Regions from separate parts of the Mus musculus genome. Here regions 1 and 2 are each linked to region 3. The links are chromatin contacts, called in public Micro-C and promoter capture Hi-C maps. All regions are on one chromosome and are shown on one strand. The core of a region is the stretch at or near the end of the contact, and the rest is flanking DNA. Distances in the headings are between cores, read along the strand shown.

Region 1 (3,816 bases), core at 1,223-3,722, 220 kb before region 3:
GATTGTTGTGCCGATGTTCTCTATGGAGTCTTCTGCACCTGAGATTCTCTCTTCCATCTCTTGTATTCTGTTGCTGATGCTGGCATCTATGGTTCCAGATTTCTTTCCTAGGGTTTCTATCTCCAGCGTCGCCTCACTTTGGGTTTTCTTTATTGTGTCTACTTCCCTTTTTAGGTCTAGTATGGTTTTGTTCATTTCCATCACCTGTTTGGATGTGTTTTCCTGTTTTTCTATAAGGACTTCTACCTGTTTGGTTGTGTTTTCCTGTTTTTCTTTAAGGACTTGTAACTCTTTAGCAGTGTTTTCCTGTTTTTCTTTAAGGACTTGTAACTCTTTAGCAGTGTTCTCCTGTATTTCTTTAAGTGAGTTGTTGAATTCCTTCTTTATGTCCTCTACCATCATCATGAGATATGCTTTTAAATCCAGGTCTACCTTTTCAGGTGTGTTAGGGTGTCCTGGATTGGGCGAAGTGGGCGTTCTGGGTTCTGATGATGGTGAGTGGTCCTGGCTTCTGTTAGTAGGATTCTTACGTTTACCTTTCGCCATCTGGCAATCTCTGGAGTTAGTTGTTATAGTTGTCTTTGTTAAAAGATTGTTCCTCTGTTGATTTTGTTACCCTCTATCAGCAGGCGTGGGAGACAAGCTCTCTTCTCTGAGTTTCAGTGGTCAGAGCAGTCTCTGTAGGCAAGCTCTCCTCTCTCAGGGAAGGTGTACAGTTATCTGGTGTTTGGACCTCCTCCTGGCTGAAGGTGAAGGCCCAAAACAGGATCTTTCCCAGAAGCTGTGTTGCTTTGGCCAGGAAGGTGGCCAGTTGTCTGGAGTCGAAGATGTCGCAGCCTCAGAAGCTCTGTGGCTCTTGCCGGGAAGGTGGCTGGTTGTCTGGAGCTGAGGATGGTGCCGCCCCAGAATCTCTGCGACTCTCTCGCCCGTCCCAGAAACGGCTGGCACTCTGTATTCCACACGGTCACCCGTGCAGCCTGCCCTCCGCGGAGTCCCGGAGCCAAGAAGGCTCCCGCCGGCGCCTGTGCCACAAACCTCTCAGGCCAGGCAGACCCCGTGCTCTCACCAGGAAGGTGGCCGGCTGTCTGGAGCTAAAGATGGCGCCGCCCAGAAGCTCTGCGACTCTCTCGCCCGTCCCAGAAACAGCTGGCACTCTGTATTCCACACGGTCACCCGTGCAGCCTGCCCTCCGCGGAGTCCCGGAGCCAAGAAGGCTCCCGCCGGCGCCTGTGCCACAAACCTCTCAGGCCAGGCAGACCCCCGTGCTCTCACCAGGAAGGTGGCCGGCTGTCTGGAGCTGAAGATGGCGCCGCCCAGAAGCTCTGCGACTCTCTCGCCCGTCCCAGAAACAGCTGGCACTCTGTATTCCACACGGTCACCCGTGCAGCCTGCCCTCCGCGGAGTCCCGGAGCCAAGAAGGCTCCCGCCGGCGCCTGTGCCACAAACCTCTCAGGCCAGGCAGACCCCGTGCTCTCACCAGGAAGGTGGCCGGCTGTCTGGAGCTAAAGATGGCGCCGCCCAGAAGCTCTGCGACTCTCTCGCCCGTCCCAGAAACAGCTGGCACTCTGTATTCCACACGGTCACCCGTGCAGCCTGCCCTCCGCGGAGTCCCGGAGCCAAGAAGGCTCCCGCCGGCGCCTGTGCCACAAACCTCTCAGGCCAGGCAGACCCCCGTGCTCTCACCAGGAAGGTGGCCGGCTGTCTGGAGCTGAAGATGGCGCCGCCCAGAAGCTCTGCGACTCTCTCGCCCGTCCCAGAAACAGCTGGCACTCTGTATTCCACACGGTCACCCGTGCAGCCTGCCCTCCGCGGAGTCCCGGAGCCAAGAAGGCTCCCGCCGGCGCCTGTGCCACAAACCTCTCAGGCCAGGCAGACCCCGTGCTCTCACCAGGAAGGTGGCCGGCTGTCTGGAGCTAAAGATGGCGCCGCCCAGAAGCTCTGCGACTCTCTCGCCCGTCCCAGAAACAGCTGGCACTCTGTATTCCACACGGTCACCCGTGCAGCCTGCCCTCCGCGGAGTCCCGGAGCCAAGAAGGCTCCCGCCGGCGCCTGTGCCACAAACCTCTCAGGCCAGGCAGACCCCCGTGCTCTCACCAGGAAGGTCTGCTTTATTTCTAAACCCCATGATTATTTTGTCTCCTCCCAACATTTCTTCCTTCTGTGAAAGGCCCCAAACAACCACAGGCTGTTAACATGAAGATACACTTTACAATGCCATAGCAACAAAACTTAAAACTAGGTAGATCAGAGTTTTCCTCAGCACCTTCCCTTGTTTACACAGACGTATAAGAGTCTCAGAAGCATCCCAGCTGCTCTTTGCCAGCCTGCCTCAACTGTGTCAAGCCACCCTGCTGATGTCTCTCAGGCCCTCCCTGCTAGCCATACTTAAAATAACCTCAGGACAGGGTTTTTCTGTGCATCAGGCTCAACTCTAGCAACCTACTCTAAACTAGCTTATCTCTTTCAGTTCCTTCCTCTTTCAATGAATTGCTGCCATTCTGTCTGCCTCCACTGTTCTAATCAAAACACATCAGTAGCTTTCCTCAGGAGACACAGTGAGATCTAAACTCCTGACCCAGGCATTCAAGACCCTGCACCCAGACTCATCTGACTTTCCTAAGCCTTTTCTGGGCTGTACCTTCCCTTTCTGCCCTGTGTACACTGGTACCCTCAAGCTCTGTTCACACTTGCTGTTAGGTTCTACCTGGCCCTGTCACTTCCCTCAGCTTCGTGGAACCAGCTGGACCATCCCAGGTACTGTGGTCCTCTCAGGAAGTGCTCTAAGGAAGTCATCCTCACAACGTGTTTATTCAATAGTTCATCCACACAACCTTTTTCTAATGAAAGAATGATAGACTATAAGCAATTGTATAGATTACCCCAACCAGACTATAGAGTTTCCAAGAAAGAGAACAAAATTTCATGTTTCTCTGCATCCATGGTGCCAACCTAGTACAATATTTGGTATAAAGACGACATCAGTAAATATTACCCAGTTGTTTAAATGCTATTAAATAATTAAGGAGAAACTAGAAGGGTATTAACTAACCAGAAAAACAGTAGCCATGATAGAAAATTTAAAATGAAGCTTCTAAACTTCCATACTCTATTAAATGTCTCCTCTTTACTCACGCCCTGATCCATTAAATTCATTTCAAATTTTAAACATAAATACAATTAAAAAGCCAAACCAATCAATTTATTTTTCCAGGAACATTAAAAAGATAAACAAATGAGATAGTAAATGGATAGATGATGGTTAGACAGATGAACATTGGAAAAATCACTAAAAACTTAGAAAAGCCATGCCCTGTGCTCTGCTACTACACATAGTGTGAGCTCATGTTCTCAGACTACAACAGGAGTTAGGAGACATCACTGTCCTGTTTAATAATGAAACCAAGGAATAAAATTATTCTTATTCTTATGCTTATTAAAAAAATAAAATATAAGGCCAATTGAGATGACACATGTCCTTAATCCTATCACTCAGGAGGTAGAAACAGGAGGATAACTTCAGGTTCAAAACTTCCTCAATCTACATAATAACTGTGAGGCCAGCTAGGACCACAGAGCAAAAAACCTCCATCTCACAAAAAAAGAGAAAATGAAACAGCACTCACCCAAAGGGCATACCAAGCAAACAGAGGACAGAGTGTGAAAGCTGGCAGTCTAGAATTACCACATGACTCCTTCCTTACAATATAGTCCCTCCATATAGAATATCATTATGAATATTCTGTGTGTGTGTGTGTGTGTGTGTGTGTGTGTGTGTGTGTGTGTGTTCTAAATGCTCACTTAGTTCAACTTTAATCC
Region 2 (4,035 bases), core at 1,406-3,905, 140 kb before region 3:
CTGACCTCTGTAGCTCTGACCCTCACTCCTCAGTTCACACCTGTGATGGGATGCTATGTGCCTTCCTGACAGTCTCCCCTCGGGGCCATAAGTCATCCCTTCACTCATAGCATCAATATAAACTCCACCTTCTCTGTGAGGCAGTACTGTTTTTGCGCTAATAAACTAGGAAAGTCTGTACTTTGGCCTCCTGACCTCTTTCACCCATTCGGTCTTTCTTGTTAGCACTCATCTCTTCCACAGACAACAGTTCTTTTCCATGTTTGTCATTTGTAATGCCTTTGCTGCCTCAACCCTAGAATAAATAATGAGAGCAAAGACCTCTCTTTGCTGATACAGGGACCCTGCTTCAAACAGTACCTGGCACACCACAGACCGTACATCTACCGTGATAATGTCTGTGGAATAAGCCTCATAAATTCTCAAAGTAAACAATTTAGACAGCTGAAAACAAAGATCCAGTTATTTTATAATAGCTAGACAAAAATCCGATACCCTTTGAGAATTTCATTTCTAGACAGAATTAAGATACAGGTCCTAAGAAAGAACGAAATCCACATTTATGAGTTAGATAAAAAGGAAACCCAAAGAAGTGTAACATGTAACAAGAGATTATAAATGAAAACTAGAGTGCACTTTGGGTGTGGTTCGAGGGCAGCTGAAGGCCTTTCGAGAGCTGAACAAGCACACTGTCACTTAGCACTGCACGTGTACCTTTCCACAACTGTGACATATGTCGATGGTAACAGCTGTTAGCTTAAATTTACTAAAGTTCCTATTGTTTTAATTGCTTCATTGTGACACAGATCTTATGTTTAAGTATTCATCATAGATAATTTTCTACATTCTTTTGGATTATAAAAAAAGAATTTCTAACTCTGACATTTTTACTATTACACATTTTTACTATTATAAATATAATGTGCCACTCAGGCATCATCAAATACCTCCCACAGGTAGTATTGTAATGTAGTCAGGGAATAATTTGGGACAAGAAAGAAGAGGAAAGCTGGGCATAGTGGTACATGCCCACAATCCCAGCACTCAGAGACTGAGGCTGGAGGATCATGAGTTTGATGCCAAGGTGAGCTACATAATAAGACCTTAAGAAGGGAGGGAGAGAAAGGGAGGAGAGAGAGAAGTGGGAGGAAAGAAAGTAAAGACAGACATATTTAGAAACTAGGAAATGCTGTTGCTTGGTAATTTTCCCTAAGTACCATTAGCAAACCAACCATCACCTATCCTGTCTGCTTTATTCAACTGGCATTAAGTTCACAGCGCTTTCAGGGCACCTCTGCTTCTGATCGTTCTGATCCTAACAACTGAAGGTCTAGAGTTATCTTAATTGAAGGAACCAAAGAACTACATTTAATTAATACCACTTCATTTAGGACAAATATCTAGCATAAGGTGTCCATATGTCACCCAGTGACATAAGGACAATTAAAAGAATCAACACCACTTTCAAAGCTCTCTTGAGAGTTCAGAACTCCTGCTCTTAGCTAAAAGGCATACACCAATGTAATTATAGTCCAAGGTAGACTGGTGGGAACTTTCAAGGATTCAAAGCAGTTTGTGACTAACACTGAAACAGTGGGGACTAGCCATTGCTGTTGTTGGGGACTGAACCTTCAGCTTTAGCAGAGCCCGCAGCACCACTGACCAACATCCATCCCACTCTTAAGAAGTTGACGTTTACAACCAGTAGTTAAGGAGGTGAGATTTCAGTGTCAGAGTTATATCAGATATATTTGGCCATAAAACTGTCTAAACCTGAAATTCAGTTTTACATTTATCTTTTTTTACAGTCTCAAATTTTAACCAGTCTTTTTTTCTAAGACAGTGAGGGTCTCCATTTTTGTGGTGAATCCAATCACCCAACAATATTTTTGACTTAATAGTTGCAGTTCTTGAAATGCTCTCATGCCACGGACTACCCAAGGCACAGCTTGTAAATCATTGTGCAAGAAGGGTTAGGCTCACAGGTATAACCCACAACTTGAGGGCCATTAAAGGACCTCCCTTGGTACACCGGATTTGGAACATGGCCTATAAAAGTTCAATCAGCATTTAGTCACCCACCAAGCAGTCCTCACTTGTCACATCTAGTTATATTTCTAGTCATTGATGCATTAGTCCTCGAAATAGCAGCTGTTCAATTTTTTATTATCCCCATCACCACCAAAAAATATATTGTTACTATGTGCTATTCAACACACCCTTAACAGTCAAATAGGAAAGGTCACTGTGTTTAATCAGGGCAGTAAGTGCATGCGGTCTGACCCCATTTGGAGGGAGCAACCAAGTAACTGAGCAGTATGAGCAGGATGGGGGTGGCAAGATTGTGCAATAAGGCATCATGAAAAGGATAAGTTTTACTTTATATGTGACCGGTTGTCCCTTTCCTTTAGTGCTGATGTTAGTTCTGGAGCTAACTAATACTTATCAGCTCCCAATCACAAACAGGATAGTTTGCATTCCTGTTATACAAGGTCCTTCAGCATTTTAACCAACTGAATCCTTCTAGTCACAAACACATCACATCTCCACATCAAGAAAGAAATACTGACAAAATTTTATATCATTTTTCCAGTGGATGGACATATTATCAGATAGTCCATTTAGTCATATTACATAAACAAATTATTGTGAAATAGTTTGAGGCAGGGTATCATATAGGAAGATGTCTATAAAGTTGTTATATAGCAAAGGCTAACCCTCCTGTCTTTACCCCTGAAGTACTTGGATTACAGATGTCTGCCTGGCTACTAGAGTGTGGGGAATGGAATCCAGTCTGTGGCATGAGTCTTGTCATGCAAGATGCGGTCTTGGCCAGCTAGCTACTTCCTCGGCTTATCACTAGCTGCATTATCTTTTACTACAGTGCTTATGGACATCAGTTCTCTCCTTCAACTTTGTGGGTTCTAGGAATTGAACTCAGGTCTTCCCACTTAGCACCAAGTGAATTTACCTACCACTAAACCCTGTTGATAGACCCACTGGTTGTATATTAAAGTGGGAAAGCACTCAGCATTTGACCCTTTATCCCCAACGTGATCTAAGAGGAAGATAAGAGTCAAAGTCTAAGCCTGAGGATGTAACTCAATAGTAAAGAACTTGCCTAGCTGACATCCTTGGAGACTGAAAAGTATTTTTCTTAAAGAACCAATTGTAAAGTTTCTTTCCACATCTGTAACACTTTGTAGACTTCCTTCTACACTTCATTCCAGCCACAGTAGTGAGCTTGTGTCTATATGTCTGAGTACTGTCACTGATGTTTCTGCCCCTGGGAATAAGCTTAGTCGATCATGTCCCTCACAGCAGATACAAACGGTGCTGCTAAAGCTTTGATTATGTGTCTGAAATAATTCTAAGCTAGAACACAGAAAGATTTGGTATCTTAGACCTTGATTTTTGTGACCATTACCTGATTCCAGTGGTGGCTTTCGTGATGCAATTTTCATTTAAATGCATTTTGATAATCTCTTTCACGTCACTTTAGACAGACCTTTACTGTATAACACTACAATCATTTATATATCTAGATCATCTTCCCCTCTAAATCATCAACTCTGACACAGAAAGCCCTTGTATTTAGATGTGATCTAGCCCAGGAGAATGCCTGGTTCCTAAGCACTTACTAAACATTTTATTAACCTATAGAAAACCACATCAAATATTCATCTGAAGTGGTGTATTTATGGTCCATATGAGTTAAACATTAAAATACCTAGGAGAAAAGTCACGTGATTTAATTCATAAAATAAGTACAGAAAAAGTGATGGCCATGAATATGTAAAGATAATTTCCATTTTCCTTGGTGTTTTTCAATCTTTGGGTTTCTATTGGATATCACACTGAATGTCAGATAGTACACCCTCTCTTACAAAATTGAACTAGCTGCTAAATGTGCTTAACTATTCTGCCTCCCAGTCCATCATACAGGATAAAGAATAGCATTCACCCCAATCAAATTTGATATTATTTATAACTGAGAGCTCCTCTGCTCTGCCAGTGGAATTATAGATATTAATT
Region 3 (4,156 bases), core at 175-2,674:
AGGCAGAAAGCCAGGCATCCATCCGCTGGTCTGGTGGGCTTCCCACCTGATCCGCACGCCTGCGGGTTCCAAGAAGTCTATGAAGGGCACCCGACACCGCATCCCAATCCTGGAACACACAAGCTCACTTCTAGGGTCTGGAGCCAGCTCGACTTGAACCCAGCCTTTGAAATGCCAGGACTGAGAAGGGAAGAAGAGGCCAGCGGGTGGGGCTGACTTACCTGCCTGCTGCGGTTGCTGCCTGGGCGCCCGCTGTGTTTGTGTCCCTTTGCACCTCGACCAACCAAAGGCAACTCGGCTTTGTTAAGTTTGGCCTCGCACCTCCAGAGAAGAGGCACGAACTGGCAGAGACAAGGCGCGTTCCTGGAGAGAGGTTCCCCCTGAACTTGGGAAGGGCAATGCAATTAATCCTGCTTCAGAAGTTAATATTTAAAACACCCACGCAAAGAGAGAGAGAGAGAGAGAGAGAGAGAGAGAGAGAGAGAGAAGAAAGAAAGAAAGAAAGAAAGAAAGAAAGAAAGAAAGAAAGAAAGAAAGAAAGAAAATAGAACAGCCGTTAAAACCTCGAATTCTCCCTTTGAAAGGCTCTTTTACACTAACCGGGCGGATCATTCAGACCTACATGACTTCATCTTAAGGTGGCCAACTTCTCGCAGGAAGGGCTTCATGGCTACTGTGTAAACAGGACAAATATGTCACTCACTCCAAAACACCAAGGAGAACTTTTAACAAAACGAAGAGTATGTGAACGAGTGTAAAAGGCAAAAGGGAAGAAGTTGAAAAACTTTAATTACAGCGTGGAGAAAAGTTTTCGCCATTGGTCTCCTTAACCCTGGATGACAAACACCCAAGCGCTCTCGCAGCCCGCGGCACTTTTGTTTAAGTTTGGGAGAAGCAGATAGTATCAGCTCCCAAATAACAGTGCCCTTGGGACAGGCAGTGCCTCAAAGAGGTTGGAACTCGGGTTTCAGCAACAAAAGCAAACTGTGAATAATATTCTTCGTCCTTTAAGATAGCATTTCGCAGAAGGACAAGGCACTGCGCCTGTACTTTAAACGGATGGAGAATAACATTAAATTTCATCTGAATCTGAGAGTCATCCAGTTGAAAAAAGCATAGCCACGGTGACAAGAGCAACAGAGCACTGTCACAAAGGTAGGAAAAGTGGTAAAAATGCATGAACTTCTGTTTTCAAAGAACAATAAAGATAAATAAAAAGTAAGTTTTCTAGACATGCCTTTCCTAGCTTAGGAAAGTTAATTTCCCAATGTGCTTTTGCTGTCAAAGGTGCAAAGCCAAGGCGAGGGAGTGCGTGGCTGGAATCTGCATGCTGATAAGAGAAGGGTGATGTACTTACAGTGACAGAGGGCAGGCTGCGGGAGAAAAGCTGTTTGTGTTAGCCTGCGAGTTACCCAGGGCTGCAGTGAGAGCCGAAGGGAGGAGGCGTGGGAGTGCCCGTCTGCGTACACCTTCACCGCGTCTCATTACATCTGCCAGCCTCTCTCTCCCTCTCTCTTTCATTTCCACATTCCCTTTGTTCCTGAAAAAAAAAATCTACACGTCACATCAGAGTCCCCAGATGCAGTCTACACCAAAGAAAAAAATGAATAATTCAATCAAACTGTGCATAGTCTCTAAGGCAATAAATCTATCGCACTTAAAGAAACGAAGGGTAATTACTACCATAGAATTAGAATAAGGCCAAAGACCAGAGATGTCGCTGAGTCTCTGGATAAACTCCACAGTCAAATAAAGTTTCATTTATTTGATCCTTTTTACATCTTGAACGGGAAGTCAGACAAAAAATTAAACTTATTTTAGAGCTATTCGCATCTTTTGAAACACTGTCTAGAGAGTGGGGGAGGGTATTAGAGGGTCTACCTTGTTCAAAAGCTCCCAAAGACATCAGCTGAGCGCCCGGCACAGACACCAACCAAGACAATGCGTGCTGGTGGAGTCTGTCCAGAGCCCATTTCTCCCACTCCACCCTCCTCCACTCCCCTCTCAACAGCAGAGCGCCCTCCGCTAGCCCACAACTGTGACTCTACAGGAGGGCAGCTGTAATCTGAGAGCCTTACCTGCGGCAGTGCGAAGACCCCAAAGAAACTGTCTTTCGCTGCCACCAACACCCCGTGCCATTCCTACGCACCCCTCCAAAGTCCTGTAACCATCTAGTTCTTCCATCTGCCTACAAGAAACTGTATACCGGATTTCCCCCCCCACGACTGAATGGAAGCTCTATACGGAACTGACTTCTGGATATGCCTTGGGTTGAGTTAAAGCGATGTCTGGAAAGGAAAAGAAGGGGAGGAAAAAAGGAGGGGGCAGCTCAAGCCCTATCCAAGTTAGTCAGAAGGCGGTGTTAGGCGGGAAGCGCCTACGGGAGAAACAGCTGGGCTGCACACTGGCCGTGCAGATCGCAGTTCTAGGAACCGTGTCCTTCGTCCCTGAGGTAAGACTGTATGACTGCCGCATGCTTATTCTTTCACTGTCCGTGTCTCTCTTCTCCGCCCACAACTACCCCTACCCCTAGGGTCGGCCTGCGCGCACCCTAGAGGACTCCAGCGCAGCAAAGAGTTGTATATACCGGAGCCACTCATAAATCGTGGGTGTCACTGAACAGAGATCTGCAAACCTGCTGTTTGCCACAGCAATCAAACCCTCTGTCCTGCCAGTTGCTCACTGACCCAGGGTACTCAGGCCGCACAGTGGGCAGAAGCCCGGACCAGCCAGATCACAGGGGACGGGAGGGGGGTTGGGGGGACTGCAGGCTCAGGTGACGCCAGGAAAGCTCCAGCGTCCCAAACGGGGCTAGTTTCCATCCTAGAAGCGCTTCTGCCTGCTTCGGCGATACAGAAGCGCAGGCTACGCGCACGTGCGTGTACACACAGAAAGAGAGTCATTCAGTCATTCAGTCACGCACGAACGCACGGCTGACATTCCGGCCCAACGATCCATCTACAAGGGCCCCTTTAACAGTCAATTCAGCTCTCGGAGGAGCCGCTGGGAAACTGGAGTTCGTGGAGGAGCCCATGGGTGCCAACTGCCAGTGCAGCCTTTGTTTACGTGCCTCGGTCGCCACCTTGAGGTGGAGCTCAAGAGTGCGCTGGGCTCAAAGCCACTACGACCCATCATGCAGGCAGAGCTGGCAGCCAGGACGACCTCCGGGACAGTTTTTGTTTTGTTTTGTTTTTTGTTTTTTGTTTTTGTTTTTGTTTTTGTTTTTGTTTTAAGCCTACGAAGGTCCCCCTGGAGCAGAGGAGTCCCGGAAGCCGTACTGCTGGGAAACCCAGATCAGAAGATGGCAGAGCGACACCTGCAAAGTAGCTAATGCCAGTACTCAGTGCATTCTCTCACTAGACTACAAACCTGGGGTTAGAGAACAGATCCGAGACCCGGACTTTCAGCACTAACTACCCAGGCAGGGAACGGGTAGATACCTTGAGAAAGACACAGCCTCGGCTCCTACAGGACGGAGGTCATGGCTCAGGGCGGCCTCGGCCTCCCTTGGGTTCCTTTGCTTGCTCTTCGATGGGAGACAAAGGTACTTAGAGATGCAAGCAGTCATAAGCAGAGGTCTTAAGATGAGAACTGAAAACAAGAGAGGAACGTTGAGACAGCATAGCTATGTGCTGCAAAAGCTGAGTCTCAAGTGTCCCACTTCCCAAAAACTCAGGCCTTCTGGGCACCTTAAGAATAGGTTTGGCAAAACAGTAGTGTGCTATTAATTGTATCACCTGCTTCCATCGTCTTAAGCTCATTTTCACTCACTGCTCTGCAGATATATTTGCAGTTTGTATATCAGGCTTTTAAGAGCCCTCTTGTTGAATCTTGCAACAACCTACTGCAGTTGTTCTTTGTTATTCCTGGACAACTGCCTTCAAGACTTGGAGGCATCTTACAAAGCCATCCCAAAGGTTCTCCTCAGAGAACTGCCCTGAGAACACTTCTGAGATTTTTCACTGCTGCTTGAGTACATAAATGTTATTTAAATATGATGTTTTACAAAAGGAGAATTGTTTAAGAAAAAGGACACTTGGGAACTATTTTGAGTTATATGAAAGCTTAAACCAGGACTGGCTGACACCAGCTGTGGCCTCCAGTATTTGGCCAGCAATAAATAAATGAAAGAAAATTTGTAAATAGGTCCACAGCA

The links. Promoter capture Hi-C pulls out the DNA fragments that hold promoters and counts their contacts. A called contact is a pair of places that touch in the nucleus more often than the background predicts.
Region 1: a contact with region 3 is called in a promoter capture Hi-C map of trophoblast stem cells, with 2.7 times the contacts expected there. The contact joins the enhancer-like site here to the promoter of Sox6 in region 3. A contact is called at or near these places in 9 of 39 promoter capture datasets (cranial neural crest, embryonic stem cells, fetal liver and 5 more), 1 of 15 datasets of contacts at CTCF or cohesin (the G1E-ER4 cell line), 39 of 484 Hi-C or Micro-C datasets (the AtT-20 cell line, the G1E-ER4 cell line, the HL-1 cell line and 27 more), 21 of 115 datasets of contacts at active chromatin or transcription factors (astrocytes, cardiomyocytes, craniofacial prominence and 15 more) and 2 of 9 other capture datasets (adipose tissue and embryonic stem cells).
Region 2: a contact with region 3 is called in a Micro-C map of the G1E-ER4 cell line, with 5 times the contacts expected there. The contact joins the enhancer-like site here to the promoter of Sox6 in region 3. A contact is called at or near these places in 10 of 39 promoter capture datasets (the HPC-7 cell line, embryonic stem cells, fetal liver and 7 more), 1 of 15 datasets of contacts at CTCF or cohesin (the G1E-ER4 cell line), 8 of 484 Hi-C or Micro-C datasets (the G1E-ER4 cell line, cranial neural crest, liver and 2 more), 10 of 115 datasets of contacts at active chromatin or transcription factors (cardiomyocytes, embryonic forebrain, embryonic limb bud and 7 more) and 3 of 9 other capture datasets (adipose tissue, embryonic stem cells and pancreatic islet).

Annotation. Positions count from the first base shown.
Region 1 is chr7:115,816,854-115,820,669 of GRCm38.p6, forward strand. The region is part of intron 2 of Sox6 (SRY (sex determining region Y)-box 6); the gene reads right to left. Among named protein-coding and RNA genes, the nearest start is that of Sox6os, 210 kb to the right of the region's middle. Within about 2 kb of position 2,473, at least 3 of the 459 cell types and tissues checked have an H3K27ac peak or open chromatin away from gene starts, as enhancers often do. A contact at or near this core is called in the G1E-ER4 cell line and trophoblast stem cells, where this site is marked.
Region 2 is chr7:115,895,371-115,899,405 of GRCm38.p6, forward strand. The region is part of intron 2 of Sox6 (SRY (sex determining region Y)-box 6); the gene reads right to left. Among named protein-coding and RNA genes, the nearest start is that of Sox6os, 130 kb to the right of the region's middle. Within about 2 kb of position 2,656, at least 2 of the 459 cell types and tissues checked have an H3K27ac peak or open chromatin away from gene starts, as enhancers often do. A contact at or near this core is called in the G1E-ER4 cell line, where this site is marked.
Region 3 is chr7:116,037,320-116,041,475 of GRCm38.p6, forward strand. It overlaps Sox6 (SRY (sex determining region Y)-box 6), which reads right to left and starts at 1,425. Exons shown (of 16, transcript NM_001025559.3): 1 at 1,358-1,425.